Linked DNA regions of Sus scrofa: region 2 is linked to region 1. Evidence: chromatin contacts called from public HiChIP or PLAC-seq data. All regions are on one chromosome and are shown on one strand. Each heading gives the region's core, a stretch centred on a gene start, on an enhancer-like site or on the middle of the called end of the contact. The rest is flanking DNA. Distances are from core to core; before and after follow the strand shown. Region 1 holds the start of CLIP1 (CAP-Gly domain-containing linker protein 1). Region 2 holds the start of SETD1B (histone-lysine N-methyltransferase SETD1B).

What was found. HiChIP or PLAC-seq counts read pairs in DNA pulled down with a chosen protein or histone mark.
Region 2: a contact with region 1 is called in an H3K27ac HiChIP or PLAC-seq map of alveolar macrophages. The contact joins the promoter of SETD1B here to the promoter of CLIP1 in region 1. A contact is called at or near these places in 2 of 2 datasets of contacts at active chromatin or transcription factors (alveolar macrophages and skeletal muscle).

What each region holds. Positions count from the first base shown.
Region 1 is chr14:30,317,973-30,322,873 of Sscrofa11.1, forward strand. It overlaps CLIP1 (CAP-Gly domain-containing linker protein 1), which reads left to right and starts at 2,898. Exons shown (of 26, transcript XM_021072961.1): 1 at 2,898-3,049.
Region 2 is chr14:30,882,641-30,887,541 of Sscrofa11.1, forward strand. SETD1B (histone-lysine N-methyltransferase SETD1B) reads right to left here and starts at 2,952. Exons shown (of 19, transcript XM_021073231.1): 1 at 2,749-2,952; 2 at 2,447-2,634; 3 at 2,128-2,226; 4 at 1,211-1,481. The coding sequence starts at 2,620. It also overlaps a transcript of RHOF not described here.

The DNA.
Region 1 (4,901 bases), core at 1,648-4,147:
TGAGCCACAATGGGAACTCTTCTCTCTCTTTTTTTTTTGGTCTTTTTAGGGCCGCACCCACAGCATATGGAGGTTCCTAGGCTAGGGGTCAAATTGGAGCTACAGCTGCTGGCTTACACCACAGCCACAGCAATGCCAGATCCTTAACCCACTGATCGAGACTAGGGACTCAACCTGTGTCCTCATGGATACTAGTCAGATTCGTTTCCACTGAGCTATGATGGGAACTCCCTCTCTCCCTCTCTCTCTTTTTTTTTTTAAGAAATCAAAGTAATACATGCACATTTCAAAAAATAAAGTACACCAGGGTTTATAATGAAAAGCAGCAGTTTGTTCTGCCCATCCTCCCAACTCTGTTCTCCAAAGACCACCACATTTTTGCCTTTAGTTCTTCAGGTGTAACTTCTATATCTCTGAAAGTATACCTATATTCTTATTTAGTTATCATCTCTGGACATGATCTATTGAATTTATGTTGTGACTAAAGCACCGCTTCCCCTCCACACAGGTCTATCACTATTTGTAGTTATTGGTTAATTAATGACATGATTAAACTTTTATTTTTTATCCTTTCTAGCCAAAAAAAAAAAAAAAGTATTTAATGACTTCCCCGCCTTGTAAAATGAAGACTAGGGAGCTCCTATCTGACTTTCAACTTCTGCCACTCTCCTCCACCTTCCAAAGTCTTGTCCACTGAGCTGTTCTAATACTTTTACAGAGGACATGTATTTAAAAAAGCTCAGTGGCTCCATCTAAAAACAGAATGCTTAATTTGAAATAGAACTGACCAACTTCTTTAGTCCTAACACCAGCCACACCATGGGAATGAGCACAGTCAATGCCCTGGTAGTAGGGCTGGAACTAGGCCTTGGTCACAAAATTTAAGGGGGCTTTAAAAACTCAGTATTCAAGGAAAATATTATTTTAATGAGATTTTGTTTGTTTGTTTGTTTGTTTTTTGTCTTTTTGCTATTTCTTGGGCCGCTCCCTAGGCATATGGAGGTTCCCAGGCCAGGGGTCTAATGGGAGCTGTAGCCAACGGCCTACACCAGAGGCATCTGCAACCTACACCACAGCTCATGGCAACGCTGGATCCTTAACCCACTGAGGGAGGCCAGGGATCGAACCTACAACCTCATGGTTCCTAGTTGGATTCGTTAACCACTGAGCCACGACAGGAACTCCAATGCGATATTTTAAACACTGAAATTAATGCCAAAAATTCCATGATGAACAACATTTAGAAATAAAGATAGGCTCAGTAGAATGATTAGAGGAGGAGTTCCCATCGTGGTCAGTGGTTAATGAACCCGACAAGCATCCATGAGGACTCGGGTTCAATCCCTGGCTTCGCTCAGTGGGTTTGGGAATCTGGAGTTGCAGTGAGCTGTGGTGCAGGTCAAAGATGCGGCTTGGATCCTGCGTTGCTGTGGCTGTGGTGCAGGCTGGCAGCTACAGCTCTGATTCAACCCCTAGCCTGGGAACTTCCATATGCCAAGAGGGCAGCCCTAAACAGACCAAAAAAAAAAAGAATAAGAGGAGATAAGAGGAAAACAGAAGTGTTTATTTGCATCCCACTCAACAGTAGTCTCTGCCTTTTTCTACCGCATCTATGATTATATAGGTTGTGCATTAGTGCTGAAAAGTATTCAGATGAGAGGGTGAGGTATGACTTTCAGATTAGGAATATCCATACTGGATACCAGGGGTGCCACCACACTTTGACCTTGCAACTTGCAAACTAAGGTGATGTTGAGTTAGGAAACAGGATTTTTGTGACTTAAGCCTGAATCCAGGGGAGGTGCCAGCAGATACATTTACTTGTTTGTTCAGAACTCCATGCATTTTCATTGCAGTTCCCTCCCCCTGCTCTGTGCATGCCTGTTGGTCCAAGCAGCACCAGTGCTTTGAATAAAGGTCAGCAAGGGGGTCACCCTCCTGATTATTCCCTTCCACCAGAGAGGATGGGGAAGCCCTGGGCCCCCTATCCACTACTAAGTCGTTGTAAAATACTGGGCTTCACCCACAGCTGCAAATTCCTTCCAGGAGCTGCAAAGCTTCTGGGGTTGCCATGGTCCATGGGAGTGAAATGCTGGCCGCCCTCCGCTGCACCGGCCCGGAGCAGGCTGTTGCTGCCTCCCCTCCAGTCCCTTTCAAAAGCTTTTAAAGGAGATCCCTGTGGGGAGGTGGGAGGACAGGACGTTAACCAGGGCTTCCCTCCAAGCGGCTGAGGCGAATAAAAGGCTTTTCTCAAACTGACGGAGCAAGTGTTGGGTTTGTTTCAAGGGATTTTTAAACTCTCGGTCTTTCCCTGGAGGGAAGGGGAGGGAGGAGATGGTCCTTCTCAAGCTTCATTTGCTGCAGTGCTTTCCCCAGAGGTTGCTCACCCTGGGTCTTACTTGGAGGGCGAGGAGGGCAGAGAGGACGCTCCCTAAAGTTAACCAGCTGTGGGCAGCTCCTCCGAGCTTATTTCAAAGGATTTCTCACCCTGGATCTGGCAAAAAAGGAAAAGAAAAAAGAAAAAAATCAGCTGCAAATTAACAGGCTGTGCGATCAAGTCTCAATGGAGCTCTCGGGTGTGACTTGCAAATTCTGGGAACACGTTCAGAAAATGGGGAACTAACCGAGATGATGAGAAGCCCCTTGGTCCAGGCCTCTCGGGTTTCCTCGCACCTTCTTCCCCATCCCGGTCCTCTCTGGGATCTGAGAGCTGGATGGCGGGCGCGCCGGGGGTCTGAGGTTCGTTTCTCCAGAGCGGCGGCCCGGGTGCAGACAAAGAGGCAGCGGCTGGGGGCTCGGACGCGGAGCTGGCGGCGGGGTCCGAGGCGCTGGGCCGACCGGAGTGGGCGCGGCGGCGGAGCGCGCGGGGTGGAGCCGCCGCGGCGTCTTCTCCAGGCGGCGCGCGCCCGCCCGGCCCCGCGGCGGCGCGTCACGCTCTCCCCCGCCCGGAGCCGACGAGCCGGGAGGCGGGAGGCGGCGGCCGCGCGGCTGCTGCTGCTGCAGTGGGGCAGGTGGCGGCGACTGGCGGCTACCGAGGCGGCGGCGAGCGGTGAGCGGGGCGAGCGGGCGCGGCGCGGGCCCTCTCCCCTTCCCCGTCCCCTCCTCACCTTTCCCCTCCCGCCCCGCCGGGCCCTCTCCTGCCCTCCCGGCTTGGGGTCGGGGGCCGGCCCGGCGTCCGAGAGGGGGACCGAGTCCCGCGCACCGCCCCCCCTCGAGGGGTTCCGGGGAGCCCCAGGGGGATGGCCCTGGAGGCCAGGGGTCTCTGGGGTGCTCCCCCGGAGCCGGAAAAGTCGCCGGCCCTGTCAGCGCCGAGCCCGGCCTTCCCTTCCTCCGCCCGCCTCAAGATGGAGCTTGGACTCCTTGCCCCTGCGCCGCCCCAGGCGCCGCTCCCTCCCTGGCGTCCCTCTCTGCTCCCCTCGGCCCTGGGGGGGTGGACCCCCTGGAGGGGCCGAGGCCCGGCGGGACCTGTTGCCCCGGCGGCCACCTGAGCATTGCCCGGGCCCTTGGCAGCGGTGCCCGCGAACCGGAATGGAGGGCACCCTGGCCGTGGCCTCGGCGGCGAGCTGACCCAACTGGCCTGGGGCCTGGCCGGCCGTGGCTTTTGTCCCCCACACACAGCCCCCCCGAGTGGGACTGATTGTTGGAGAAGGTAGATGATGAGAGGTGATAGGGATTTCTGAAATAACCCCGCTGCCCCGTAACCCGAACCTTCTGCCTCGGCAGGGGATTGGCTCTGAAGGCAGATGACACTTGTTCAGAGGTTATTTTAAAAGCAGACACCACTGCTTCCCCTCCTTTGGCGGTCCTGTGCTTCAAATATCTGATTTTGATCTGGGGAGAAATCCTGAACTCATCTTTCTCCACTTCATGTGGCTTTTCCATCTGGCAGGAACCGCGCCCCACCCCCCCCTCCCGTCACAGCCCCACCTCTTTGCTTTGAAGAAATTACACGTTCAGTCTGCAATGTTTCGATACCTGTTTTTAGCAAAACCTGGGCGCCAATTACTGTATTTTAAAAGGAGGGTGGAAAAAATGCTGCATCTTTTTTTTTTTTTTGGTTCGGCAGCCTTGACTTCTTTCTGTTCTAGGTTAGGACCCTGCCTGGCCAATAAGAGCTTTGTATTAGTGTTACTGCTGTTGCTCTTATGGTTGTGGTTCTGGTTGGTGTTATTTTTATTTTTTATTTTTTAAAAACTGCTACTACCTATAGTATGCACAGCCTAGAGACCAAATGTATTAGACCTTTGGGTTTAATGATAACCTTTGACAAGAGTGCTCAGGTATGTTGCTCCTCAGCTTTGGTGCATTTTTCTCTGGAAATGTTAACCTTTATTGAGGGTTTCTGGTGGTCAGGCCCTGGGCTAGTGTTTCGTGTGTCTTATCTTATTAATTAATCTAACCTGTGACTGTGCTATCATTATCCCCATTTTACAGAGGAGGCATAGAAAGGTCAAGGACCTTGCCCTGCCCAGGGCCACACAGCTGATAAGTGGTGGTGTCAGGATTTGAGCTCAGGTATTCTGACTCCAGGTGCTTTGTTATTGAATTAGTGTGGTGGCTGTCTGACAAGGAGCAAGGCTGGCCCTTATTAAAGCAAAGACAGTGGGTGTTTGCTTGGCCAAGGGCTTGTCCTGGGTTTTTAAGGTTCAGAGAAAGTGAAGTACAGCTTAGGCTTCTGCTAGGCCTAGTTCAAAAGGTAAAAAAACAAACTGGATGGACCCTTCGAAGGTATTCTAAAGATAAAGATGGTGCTCTTCCCTGTTTTTCTCAACAATTGCTTAAGCTCCTACTTGAGTTTGAATATGGCATGAGCGGATCTGGTTTCTGTTCTTCAAGAGTTTAGAATTTGGTGCTCTTATTTACCTTAAATTTTTTTCATCTAGTGTCTGATATTAAGCCTC
Region 2 (4,901 bases), core at 1,702-4,201, 560 kb after region 1:
TGCATGTGCATGTGCTGATGTGATGGGGGAGGGGGCTCCACATTTGATTCTCAGGGAAAAATTGGCCTGCAGCCACCAAAGGATTCTCCCCCCAACATTGACTGAGAAACTAGAGAAGGGGGTTGAGGGGGGCTGTGGCTTGGACAGGAAACTAGCTTGTGCCCTCTGGAGGCTCAGGACTAGGGACAGGTTGGGCAAGAGTTTGTGGGATGACTGTGCCCACCCCGGAGCAGCATCCCTCCACAAGCCCCAGCAGGGTCTCAAGCCCCTAAACCTCCTGCTCACAAAACCCCTGGAAGCCACCAACCTAACCCTCCCAGGCAGGATTTCCCAGGGGACCCTGCAGGGGCTCTGGACCCAAAACTGTCTGCTCAGTCACAAGGATAGCTGGACCTCAGAGTACCTGGCACTTTCCTCTATATCTATGGGAACTTCTCCAGAGAGCCCCCCAGCCAGCACAGAGGAGGAGTCTCTCAGGACCCTGAGGGTGGGAGGTATGGCTTCTCCAGCCCAGCTCTCCCAGCAGCTGCTCACAGGCTCAGAGTGAGCACAGAGCGGGATTCCGGTGCATGAGAGATGGTGCTGTCTCTTTAAGAGAGAGGAGGGAAGACACGGTGTCAACCCTTGAGCACCCAGAGCAGCCGGCCCAGCTCTATCGGGAACATTATCAATGAAACCGCACTCTACGCCAATGGGTTCCTAATTCCTGGGGGAAGGGGCAGCATGTGAGGGAGGGGCAGTCTGGATCCCTGGAGGACTCCCCTTTTAGTGGCAGGACCAATTCTTTGCATATTTAAATGCATCCTAGTGGCTCTTTCACAGCCCCCCACAAATAAACAAACCCTGCCTCCTCTCCCAACACAGACAGCAACATTGGGGACTGTCTAAACCCAGCCACCAGGGCTCCTACAGGAGCCCATGGGGGTGTCAGCAGTGGGAAAGCCTCCGGGTGGTCCCTAGGGCTGCAGTGGCCAAGGACTGGGCACATTTGGTAAATTATAGCTTGTTTCCTAGCAACAGACAACACATTTAGCCCCACGTGACTCTACCCTCAAGAGGGGGGCAAAAGAAAAATAATGTTGTAGGGGGGCCCCCAAAGAAGAGTGAGGGGCTCCCCAACACTGCAAGAGGGATTCTGGGAGGGAAAGAGTCACACTGACAGGTCCTGCAGTTCCTCCGCAGCGGCCGCGTTGGGCGGACCTCCACTCACCTTTGGTGTCCAGCTCCACGTGGATGATATTGCCCATGACTGAAGTGCTATGCAAGTGCTGAACCGCCTCCTTGGCTCCCCTGACCGTGGCAAAGACCACTTTGGCAATGCCCAAGTGCTTCTTGGTCTTGGGGTTGTACAAAATCTCCACCTCCTCCACCTCCCCATACTTCTTGCACATGTCCCTCAGGAAGTTTTCACGGATGTTATCATTCAGCTTGGCAAATGTCACCTGCTTCGGAGGCACTGGGCCCACGTAGAACTCATCGATCTGACAGGGGACGAGGGGGAAGGGAATTTGGAGAACATTGAAACCAAAGGGAAAACACAACATTCCCCACTCGGCTGCCCTCTGAAAACAATGAAGGGTAAGTAAAAAAATAAATTTTTTTTTTTGGGGGGGAAATGCACGCGGGCGGGCCCGGGAAGCAGAGGATTAAATCGTTTGGAACGTGGAAGTCCTCTGGGTTCGAAAGGAAAGGGGAAAAAGAAACAGTTTCTCTTTCCCCACCCCCCATTCTGGCCTCCTCTCCCAGCTGCCGGGCAGGGGCGACCCCTTGGGCTAGGAAGTTGTCCCCCTAAAGCCACAAGGCTGGGGAGGGGGGCGGGTCTCCGGGGCCGAGTCAATGGGCTGTGAGGAGCCAGGTGGGGACCCGGAGCCCCCATCTGGGCGGGCAGGACACTGTATCAACGCCTAGATTACAGTTTCACCGAGTGTTATTATGTTAACAGCAGCCGAGAAGGGACACCCCTCTGGCAGCAATCTCCCCCTCTCCGCCAAAACTTCCCCGGCCCCGGCCGCCGCGGACGGCGGGAACTCAGAATCAGGCTGGGCTCGGTCAGGACTGGCGTTATTTTCGAACTCGGGGAGTAGGGAGGCGGTGGAAAGGACGCGGGGCAAAGGGGAGGGGTGCTACCTTGAATTTAGGCACCGAAAGCTCCAACTCCTTGTTTTTGGTCCAGATCCCGACGACCCGGGGATCTTCGACAATTTCCACAGGGCGGTTGCTGGACATCTGTGGGGAGGAAGAGTGGGGCGGAATGAGTGGGCTGGCCCCACTCCCCAGGGACAGACCCCCCCCCCTCCAAGCACTTGTCAAACTCCAGGACTGGGGACCCGGCTGACAGTTGGCGGGTGGTCAGGAAGGGGGGGGTGTTCCCGGACCGCTCGGACCCCTCTCCCCGGCACGGCTCGCGGGTGGGTGAGGGCGGCGGGGAGGCGCGCCGGCTACTCACCGCCAGGCTGAAATGCTGCCCATCGTAGCGATACAGTTTATGATGCCCCTTTTTCAAAGCCGGGTCAATCATCAACTTGTAACTTCTCCAATGGTGGTTCCTCCTCTCGCCCGAAGGGCCGGGCTGCGGCGGGGGCTGCTGGTGGTGGTGGTGGGGGGGGTGACTGTTCTCCATGCCGTTAACCCAACCTGAAAACGAGCAAGTTGTTGTCGTCTCCGCCGCGGCGGCGGCGGCGGCGGCGGCCGCTTCTACACACACGCTAAAGAATCAAATCGTCCAGCCCCCACCCCCTCCCACCTTACCAGCGCGCCCCAAAAGGAGCTGTCTCGCTGGCTCCCCCCAAAATAAGAATGGAGCGAGAGAATAACCCTTCCGGAGAATTAGGCGCCCGCCCGCTCGGCCACCGTCTCGGGGCGGCTGCGAGGAGCTCCTGGGGCCCCCTGGTGCGGGCTGGAGGGGCCCGGGGCACCCGGAGGACGCGGGCTCCGGCCCATGGTGCCCGCCCGGCCGCCCGGCCGCCCGGCGTGGCGCTAGCTCGCTCGATCGGCCCGGCTCAGGCGCGGGGCTCGCGGCAGGCCTGGCGCCGCCCGCCCGCCCTCCCGCTCGGCCGGGGCCGGGGCTGGGGGCTCGGGCCGCCTGGCTGCCGGCCGCGGCCTCTCCCTCCCCGAGCCGCGCTTACATCCCCGCCGGGCGCCGGCCTCCCTGCGCCGCCAGCCAGTACATGGTGTCCCCCGCGGGAGCCGAGGCCGGGGCGGCCGGACGGGGGGCCAGGAGGGGGGAGCGCCGCCGCCGCCGCCGCGGCTGCCGGGCCCGGAGCTGCTGCCGCCGCCGCTGCTGCTGCTGCTGCTGCTGCTGCCCGGGAGGCGGCTGGCGGCGGAGGCTCGGCTCCCAGTAGCCGCACATCCCACAATACACCGCTAAGGAGCCCGACCCGAGCGCTCACCCTCCTCCTCTTCCTCCTCCTCCTCCTCTTCCTCCTCCCCTCTCCTTCCTCGCCGCTTCCCCAGGCACTCTCCCGGCGGCGGCAGCTGCGCCGCCAAAGCCCCGGGCCCCAGCGGCCCCCCACCCCTCACTCGCGCGCTCCCACACTGCCTCCCCCCTCCCCGGGGGAAGGCCTTTTAATTTATTTATTCTGCTGGGACTTAGGTGGGGGGCTTGGCTGGCGGGGGAGGGGGTCTCCCCGGGCTCTACCTCCCGCGGCTGGGGCTACCCTCCGAGCTGCGGCCGCCTCGGCTTGCGCCTCGGACCTCCAAAACTGTTTGCAAACTGACAAGACCCGAGGTGGGAGCTCTGGGGAAAGGGCTGGGTTTTGGGGTGTGTGTGTGATTGTGTGTTTGGACGCTGGGAGCCGTGAGGAGAGGCAAGGCGGCTCCAAGACGAGTTGCAATCGAGGTATCTCGGCTCCGGCTTCCTCTTCTGCCCCGCGACCCCCTCCCCCCGGAGCTGAGCTGGGGAGGGGAAACCAGGATTTTAACCAAATTAGCATTCACATTCCTGGGAGGATGCAGCCCTTGCCTGGACCTGGGTGATAGAAGCATTTTTCTCTGTTTTTATTTTTGGAGAGGAGCGCCCTGTAATTGTCGAGAACACATGCTTCTCTCCCCGCGCCACCCCCCTTCCTCTAGCCACCAGCGGAGAGAGTCCCCCTTTTTTGCATTTATCTTTCCTTCCCCTTTCTTTATTAAAGGTCCGGGAGTGGCGGCGGCCAATCAGCGTGCGGCTTCCATTTTGTGAGTTCAACTCCTAGGCTCCCGGGCTTCTCGAGGACGCTTTTGCAGCCCCCTCTGCCTTTCCTGTCGGGCGGCCGAGGCAGGGGAACCGCCTCGTTGGGGCTTCGTGGTGGTGTATTTCATATTGGGGCTCTTTTCGGGGTTTGTAATTTGGCAGTGGGTAGGTAATTGGCTAGAGCAGGGCGGCAGGGCGCGGCAGCCAATGAGAGCTCGGCTTCTATAGGGCTTGAGTTATTAGACGCTGATCTCAAAACATCCTTCATCAGACACCAAGGAGAGGCCAACAGATGAGGGGAGCCATTTTTCTGCAATGGAATTAAATGGCCAAGTGGGTTTTTCCTTTGTTGCAAATGGGGAATGTTTTTCCTTTGACTCCACCATCCAGTTCAGGACGCCTCAGTGTTGTGTTTAACATTTGTCAACAGGCTAAAGGATTCACAATTGGAAGAATGAAGAAGACTTTTTAAAAAGATCTGGATTTTTCCTTATGACTTGGAATCCATCTTTGTCTTGTATAACTAGGTCATAGCACACCATTAATGTCAGCAGTTAACAATTTTGAATTCCAAAAAACCTAAGTAAATGACATATTTATTTTTTTTCCTCTTTTTTCTTGGGTGGGTGGGGGGAGCTTGGAGCTGTCTTAATCTGTATTCTCTTGACTGAACAATAAATTTTTATATATATAGTTTCCTCTATTAAACACTTAAACCTGGCCATCTTAT